2 separate regions of the Mus musculus genome follow, and region 2 is linked to region 1. Evidence: chromatin contacts called from public HiChIP or PLAC-seq data. All regions are on one chromosome and are shown on one strand. The core of a region is the stretch at or near the end of the contact, and the rest is flanking DNA. Distances in the headings are between cores, read along the strand shown. Region 1 holds the start of Vgf (VGF nerve growth factor inducible). Region 2 holds the start of Pilrb2 (paired immunoglobin-like type 2 receptor beta 2).

The links. HiChIP or PLAC-seq counts read pairs in DNA pulled down with a chosen protein or histone mark.
Region 2: a contact with region 1 is called in a FOXA1 HiChIP or PLAC-seq map of pancreatic cancer cells. The contact joins the promoter of Pilrb2 here to the promoter of Vgf in region 1. A contact is called at or near these places in 1 of 115 datasets of contacts at active chromatin or transcription factors (pancreatic cancer cells) and 1 of 9 other capture datasets (pancreatic islet).

The regions. Positions count from the first base shown.
Region 1 is chr5:137,027,671-137,031,556 of GRCm38.p6, forward strand. It overlaps Vgf (VGF nerve growth factor inducible), which reads left to right and starts at 2,625. Exons shown (of 2, transcript NM_001039385.1): 1 at 2,625-2,791; 2 at 3,296-3,886. The coding sequence starts at 3,316.
Region 2 is chr5:137,870,124-137,874,084 of GRCm38.p6, forward strand. It overlaps Pilrb2 (paired immunoglobin-like type 2 receptor beta 2), which reads right to left and starts at 1,635. Exons shown (of 5, transcript NM_001384202.1): 1 at 1,446-1,635; 2 at 742-1,128. The coding sequence starts at 1,530.

The sequences.
Region 1 (3,886 bases), core at 1,375-3,874:
ATAGGCATGGACACACTCCAATAGGCAGTAAAGGAGCTCTAGGAATTCACAAAGACACACACACACACACACACACACACACACACACACACACACACACACACACACACACTCAAAGCCAGGCACCAGATCTGAGTGCATACAAAGACCCCAAACATCACAGATGTGTCTACAATCCCAAGAGATTAGAATTTCACTGATGTGCCAACAGTCACACAAGTGGCAAACTGCAAGAGAAGTCTCTCCCTCCATTTAAACTGGGGCCATATCCACCCAGTCTTCACGTGCTTCTCCCTGTTTCTTCTCCTTTTCTTCTCTGCTTTAGGTCCTTTTAATCTCTGTCCAGAGAAGCACACACGCGTATATGCAACATGAGGGTGCTTGTGTATGCATGCAAGCACACAGGTATAGGGTTCCTTTAGTGTGTCCATCTCCTTTCCCTGGAACTCAAACTTAGATTCTCACTCCCATCAGGCAGTCCTTTTGTCGAGCTCTCTCCCCCTCCCTTCTCTCTCTAAAGGTTTCCCCTCCCCCTCTCTGAACCACCAGCTTTCTGATTCACCTTCCATAAGGAGGATAACGTGACCCCCCCCCCCCCAGCCCACGGCTCCAGGGAACCAGGCTGAGAAGATGAAGAAAGATGGGGAGGGAAAAGGGAAGGAGGGTCTAGCCACAGTTGTGTGTGGAGGGGTGTCAGATGCTGCTGTGCTGTTGTTTTTGTTGTTGTTGTTGTTGTTGGTGTGTCTTTAGGCACCCCTCCCTCCATTCTTTGGAATATCCACTGTCACCTTGGTTCTCAAGTTTGTTTATTTATTTTTCTTTCTCTCTCCTTTAGCCTGCTTCTTCAACCTGCTTCAGGTTCTTTTCCTTCCATCCCCCTGTCCCCATCTCTCTTCTCTTTCCTCTCTCACCCCACCTTTTCTCTGCAGAGCTGATGGGGTTTCTTCTGGGAAAGTCAAGCCACTGATGGAAGGGAGAAGCCACTGCTGGTTATAGAGAGAAAGCACGTGAGTGTGTGTGTGTGTGTGTGTGTGTGTGTGTGTGTGCCCGCGCGCGCGCCCTCGCGCGTGCACGAGCTAGGGGCTTAAAATGAGGGTCAGTAACAGGATGGTATGAGGGGGCTGACTCTGAAAGAGGTTCTGAGACCCTCCAGATGCCCTCCCCATTCTGGTTTCCAAAGTGTCAGGGTGCGGGGGGGCTTTGCGTGTGCCTATAAGCACCCCTGTGTCCGCAGTCCTTGTGTGTCTGGTGTGTGTCATTGTCCCCCCCCTTTCCCTGCCCACGCCCCCGCACTGCTCTCCGCCTGCACCGCAGCCCCCTCCAGCCTTCCTCCCTCCCCTTCATTCCTGCAGTAGCAGCTCCCGGGGCCACCTTTCCCTCTCCTCTACCCCCTCCCCATTTCCGTCCTCCCATCCCACCCCCGCCCACGTCTGGTCTCCCTTCACTGGACCCGGCTGGCTGATAGATTTTCTGCGCAATCTCTGCGTCATCGCCCCCCACTCCCGGAACCTCTAACTGTCCAAGCCCCCAGCCCCAACCCCTCTGGGCAGGAGATACGGTCGAAGGGTCTGATGGCTGAGAGGGTCCATCTCTGACGTTGCAATTCACCCCCCCCCCCCGGTCGCGTTCAGACCTCCCCTTTAAGCGGTAGAGAGAAATGGAGTTGAGTCACCCTCTCCACCTGCTCAACCCCCTCCCCACCTGGTCTGCTCTCGCCCTCCAAATGTCCTTGGGTGGGGGCTGTGGGGGAGAGGGAGACAGGCTGAAGGGTGTGGGAGAGTTGGATTAAAAGGGGGCACAACAGGAACCCCCTAACAGCCACAGCAGAGCCCGCTGGCCAGAAGGACAGACACACCTTTTTTTCCCCAACCCCTTCAGACACGAACTGGTTTGAACAGACACGACCCAAAGGCACACACATCGTCAATCTTTCCCTTTTCTCTCTCGACTAGGACCCTTTCCAAGGTGATTACCCAAACCGCAAGATCCACCCATCTGCGCTGACCCTGGGCGGGCATCCCGCACCGCAAATCCACCCCCTCCTCTCAGGTTCAAGTTGTCCTTGGGCGTGCTCCCTATAGACCATACTGTGGCGGAGTAGGGAGCCAGGCCCCTTCCCCTTTCAAACCCTTACCGTCCCCCCATCCAGTACTGATCTTTTACTGGCGCCCAATTAGATGCTGGCGGTGCCCTCTTCCTATTCTGCTCAGCAACGCAGGCTCCGCGCCGCAAGTGCTTTGTAACCCACCCTCCCGCCTTCTGGTTCCTCTGTACCCACCCTTCCATTCATTTTTACATTCATTCATTCATCCTTTTCTCCTCGTCCCTCCTTCATTCATTCATAGCCCCCTGCCCCGCCCGCCTCGACATTTCATTCATTCATTCATTCATTCATTTCCCGGAGCTCGGCTAGCGCACGCCCCTCTAGCCGAGGGCCCTACTGCGCAGGTGCAGGCCGGGAGCGACGCTTATCCTCCAATCATTGGACTTTCACCGTCCACCAGACACCCGCCCGCTTCCCCATGAATGAACATTGACGTCAATGGGGCGGGGCTATCCCACGTGACCCCGCGCGCTCCCCTTTATAAGGCAGAGGCGGCGCGGGCGCTGTCCAGCGTGCTGAAGCCGGAGCGAGAGCGCTGTTGCTGACCCAGCTGAGCCCAGCTTCTAGGACGCCAGCCCTCGACCATCGCTCATACTCCAGCCACGGAACAGAGCCAAGGCGGACCGGTCCCGACTTTCCCCCTGCCCCGACCCTCCTCTCCACCTCCCGCCGTCGTGACACCGGCTGGTAAATACTCCGCTGTCCATCCCTCCAACCCTCTTCACTCGTGGGCGTGAAGGGAGGATTTTCTTTCCATATGGGGTATTGAGAGCATAGCGGTGTGCCCCCGGGAAGGGTCTTTGGTAAAAGGGGAGTCTCTGCTTTTTTGTCGCTGATGAAGTCACCCACGCACCATCCGGGGAGTCCTGTGGGGAGGGAACAGATCCCCCCTCCCGCTTATCATTGCTGCTTAGTACGCGGGCGCTGGCTGAGAGATGACTTAGGGAAGGGGGCGACAGGAGGTACTGGGTACCCAGAAGGAGGATTGCGGGCGTTCTCTGCCCATTTGCACGACCCCAGAGATCGCCACATCTTTCTTGTTCTCTGCTAAACGTTTCTTTTCGGGTAAGGTTAGAGAAATGAGGGAAACCCCGGATTTCCTGCTTAAAGGTGGGGGGAGGGAAAGCAGAAATAGAAAGCGGGGAGTTCTTATAGAAATCCTCTATTTCTTTGATTTCTTCTATTTTTCAGTCTCTGGCAGCCCGTTGGTCATGAAAACCTTCACGTTGCCGGCATCCGTCCTCTTCTGCTTCCTTCTACTGATCCAGGGGTTGGGAGCAGCGCCCCCCGGGCGCCCCGATGTTTTTCCTCCTCCCCTCAGCTCTGAGCATAATGGGCAGGTAGCTGAGGACGCAGTGTCCCGGCCAAAGGATGACGGCGTACCAGAGGTCCGAGCTGCTCGGAATCCCGAGCCTCAGGACCAGGGAGAGCTCTTCCAGGGCGTGGATCCCCGGGCGCTGGCCTCGGTACTGTTGCAGGCACTGGACCGTCCGGCCTCGCCCCCGTCGGTCCCGGGAGGTTCCCAGCAGGGAACACCCGAAGAAGCAGCAGAAGCTCTGCTGACCGAGTCCGTGCGCAGTCAGACCCATAGCCTCCCGGCACCAGAAATCCAAGCGCCCGCTGTGGCCCCCCCTCGCCCTCAGACTCAGGACCGCGATCCCGAGGAGGACGACCGCTCAGAAGAGCTGGAGGCGCTAGCATCCTTGCTCCAAGAACTTCGAGATTTCAGTCCGAGCAATGCTAAGCGCCAACAAGAGACGGCGGCAGCAGAGACTGAAACCC
Region 2 (3,961 bases), core at 385-2,884, 840 kb after region 1:
TGCAGCAACACAGATTCCCTGCTCCTGTAGGGACCTGTGCAGGAACACACAGTGACCACCCTGGGCCTCAGGGCTCCCGTGTCCAGGGGACTGCAGTTGCTACTGCATCAGAGGGGCTGGAGAGATCAGAAGACAGAGCAGCCACATCCTGAAAATAGGGAAAATTTCTTTTTCATTTTCTAATGGCTGAAGATCCTGAGGAGAGAATACAGATGTGTCCTGGGGAGCTATGAGGGGAAATGAAGGACTGTGGTGGCATGTGGCAGTTATAAGTATACCTGAGGATACCAGAACATGCAATGGTCCCCACTATATGTTCTTTTATAGTTTCTGAGCTGAGGTTGGAGTTGTGTGGAGATGCTGCATAGAGGGATCAATTGGAGTCCTTATGTAGGGCCAAGAGAGTCAGCTACATTCTGGAGAAGTTTATTCAGCTTGAAGTCATGTGTGAAAGCTGGCAGGAGAGTAGTCAGATTTCGAACAATAAGGGAGTGAGCAGGAGGGAAGGACAGATGCTAAAGCTTAGAGTCAGGTGTGGTTCTGTGTCTGCAGAGAATGACAAAACCATAGCAGAGGTAGCAGAGAAGGCTAGTCACAACTACAAGGGAAGTGCTGTTGGCAGAGGTATGGGCAGTTCCAAGGGAAATGAATATGAAAGGAAGCTCAGAGTTATGAAGCCTGAGGTGACAGGCACAGGACAAGGAAGCCACAGACATCAAAGCCCGAGCCAAGGTGACTCACCTTGTGTCAGGGTGAGTTGGGTTCCAGGAAGTGACTGCCAAAACTTTATGCCTTCTGTTGTTTGCAGAAAAACTCTGCAGAAGTACCAGGTCTGGTCAGACTCCTTAAAGTTCAGGATTCTGAGGACTCCAGATGTCTGACCCTGTGTCCAGTTCAGGATGAGCCGGCCCTTGAAGTGCTCATGTATGAAAGGCATGGAGGAGTTGTAGATGAAGTGCCCAAAGAAATCCTTCCATCTCCAGGCTATGCTCATCTGTGGATCCTTGGCTAACTTCCAGGGGAAGTAGAAGGAGAAGGGGATGTCGATGGAGCCACCCTGGACTCCAGAGCAGCGTTCAGGTTGGTTGACCCCAAAGTCATTTCCTCCGTTTGATCTTGCTGAATTTCCTGGGAAGGATGGGGAGACTCTGAAGCCACTGCAGGGGACAGTGACAGGAAACATAGAAAGGACAACACAGAACATTCTGAGACTTCTTGCACAGGCAGGGGTGAGACACAAGGCAGGACTGTCCCCAAAGCTAGTGGGACAGGAAAGACAGTGAAGGGTTGGGTTGGGCTCCCTCTGCAATGTCAACTGACTCTTGGGGCAGAGAGTCCTGGCTGGCTCCTCTAGCAGACACCTGTCCACATGACTCCCTACTCTTCCCAGCCCCATTGTCCCCTCCTGAGGTTAAGTCCCTGCTAGTGAGGTCGCTACCACTCACCAGCATGCAGACAGGCTGATGAGAGCAGAAGCAGGATCTGAGCCATGGCTGGAGTCTCTCCAGGAAGCGAGATCAGCAAAGCCATCAGGAAGGCAAGGATGCTCTGTCTAGGGACACTGGGGTGCTCAGGAGTCCAGAGAGAACCAGGGTAAAGCGAGACAGATCCCCAGGCCTTCTCATGTGGAGGACTGAGTTGGGGCAGGACCTTTCCATCTCCACCTCCTTGTGGCCAGCAACTTCCTTTATTGATCTGGCTTCTTCTTTTCCCATGTTGCAGAAGATCCGCCCTGTGGTCACTGACAACATAACTGGACTTTGGCCCAGCCCCCATTGTTGGCTTGGAGACATGGCTTTGTCCTCAGGAGGCAGGGCTCTCCTCTCTTCCACCTTCATCTTCTATCTTATCTACTGTTTTCCATTTCCTAAGTGGCTTGTAATCTCTGTTTCCCTTCCTCTATTTTTCTTCTAGTCTTTCCTTCCCCCTACTTAATCTCTTTCTCATTATGTCTCCCACCATGCTGGTTGTCACATTTCTCTCTAATTATCTCACCTAATGAAGTTGTCAGTTTCTAAATCACCTCAGACACAATGAGGAAGGTGTAATCAGGAAACACAGTAAGTCCCAGGCCCTAGCACAATAACCCCCTTACCCTGCTCTTCCTTCCCCCTCTCTGTCCCCATCGCAACTTGCTCTTTCTTGCCTTTCAGGGAGCCTTCCCAGTGCCCAGGCAGAATCAAGGCTTTGAGGATCCCCTCCACCTTGCCCTGATCTCTGTGGTAGAGCCTCCAACTTCCTTTGGCTTCCTGGACAGTGACTCTAAAGCTACTCCAGTTTCTAAAGGAGCCTTCCTGCCTCTCCTCCTCCTACCATAACACTCACTCAGGAGAGGATAACAAGGATCAGAGAAGTCAAGGCACATGTCATACAACAGCCACGTGGCTCATTGACTGGACTTTAGTCACATTGAGTTCTTGGAGTCTTCCATTCCACACAGAGACTTCAGTTTGCCTGCTCAGTGCAGCCTCTGAGGAGGCTCTTTCCACAAAGCTCTTGAGTGACTTCCTCTAGTTATGGCCACAGGAGAACCTTCTTTGGACTAAGTGGGCAAACACAGCTCTGAGCAGCCATGTGTCATTCATGATGTAAGGCCTGGGACATGGCTGACAGTGGACACAGCTGGCCTGTGACTTGGGTTGAAAGGTTGGGGCAGAGGCTGTGGTGACCTCAGGGCTGGTTCTAAGGAGGTTCAAACTACCCTTCCTCAGGACATGGTGCCATCAGCTTCCTGAAGGGCACAAACACATGATGGTGTCAGAGGAAGTGGCATCAATCTCCCTGAGTGACATGTGCAGAGACCTCTTCCCATTTCCTTAGGTTCCCTGGCACTGATCGCCTTGTTCCTGCTTCCCTGCAGCTGGCTTTGCAGCCTGCCCTCTTTCATGTCTGCTTCTCTGACTCCCTTTACAGTCCCCATGGTCCTCAGATACCTTGTTCTGATCCAGACACAAACTGTCATGTCCTGACAGTTTGTATTCATCTGTATTCATAGTACCCTTGGAGACACTGAGGCACAGAGCCTATGGGATGAGTTGGCTCCAGATGGAAGGTTAGTCAGATCAGGGACTAGGTGTGTGTGTGTGTGTGTGTGTGTGTGTGTGTGTGTGTGTGTGTTTAAATTCTATCTCAAGAAGCCCAAAGTGGTCCTAAAACTTAGTATATAGCCAGAGATGACCACGAAGGACTAGCGAACCTCCTGCCTGGTGCTCCCATGAGCAGAGATTCCAAGTGTGCAGAGATTCCAGGCTAGCTTCAAACTCAAAATGATGCATTTATTTGTCTCTTCCCGCCACAGGGTTCACATAGGAACCAATCAATCAATCAATCAATCAATCCTGTCCTTTTATCTGTTGTTTAACATAAAACCTTTGGTTCTTTGCATGTCAGGAAAGTAAGCACTCCACCACATGAACCGCATTCTTTTTTTTTTCTTTCCATTTTTTATTGTATTTAGCTCATTTACATTTCCAATGCTATACCAAAAGTCCCCCATAGCCACCCACCCCCACTCCCCTACCCACCCACTCCCCCTTTTTGGCCCTGGCGTTCCCCTGTACTGGGGCATATAAAGTTTGTGTGTCCAATGGGCCTCTCTTTCCAGTGATGGCCGACTAGGCCATCTTTTGATACATATGCAGCTAGAGTCAAGAGCTCCGTGGTACTGGTTAGTTCATAATGTTGTTCCACCTATAGGGTTGCAGATCCCTTTAGCTCCTTGGGTACTTTCTCTAGCTCCTCCATTGGGAGCCCTGTGATTCATCCATTAGCTGACTGTGAGCATCCACTTCTGTGTTTGCTAGGCCCCGGCATAGTCTCAGAAGAGACAGCTACATCTGGGTCCTTTCGATAAAATCTTGCTAGTGTAAGCAATGGTGTCAGCGTTTGGATGCTGATTATGGGGTGGATCCCTGGATGGCAGTCTCTACATGGTCCATCCTTTCATCTCAGCTCCAAACTT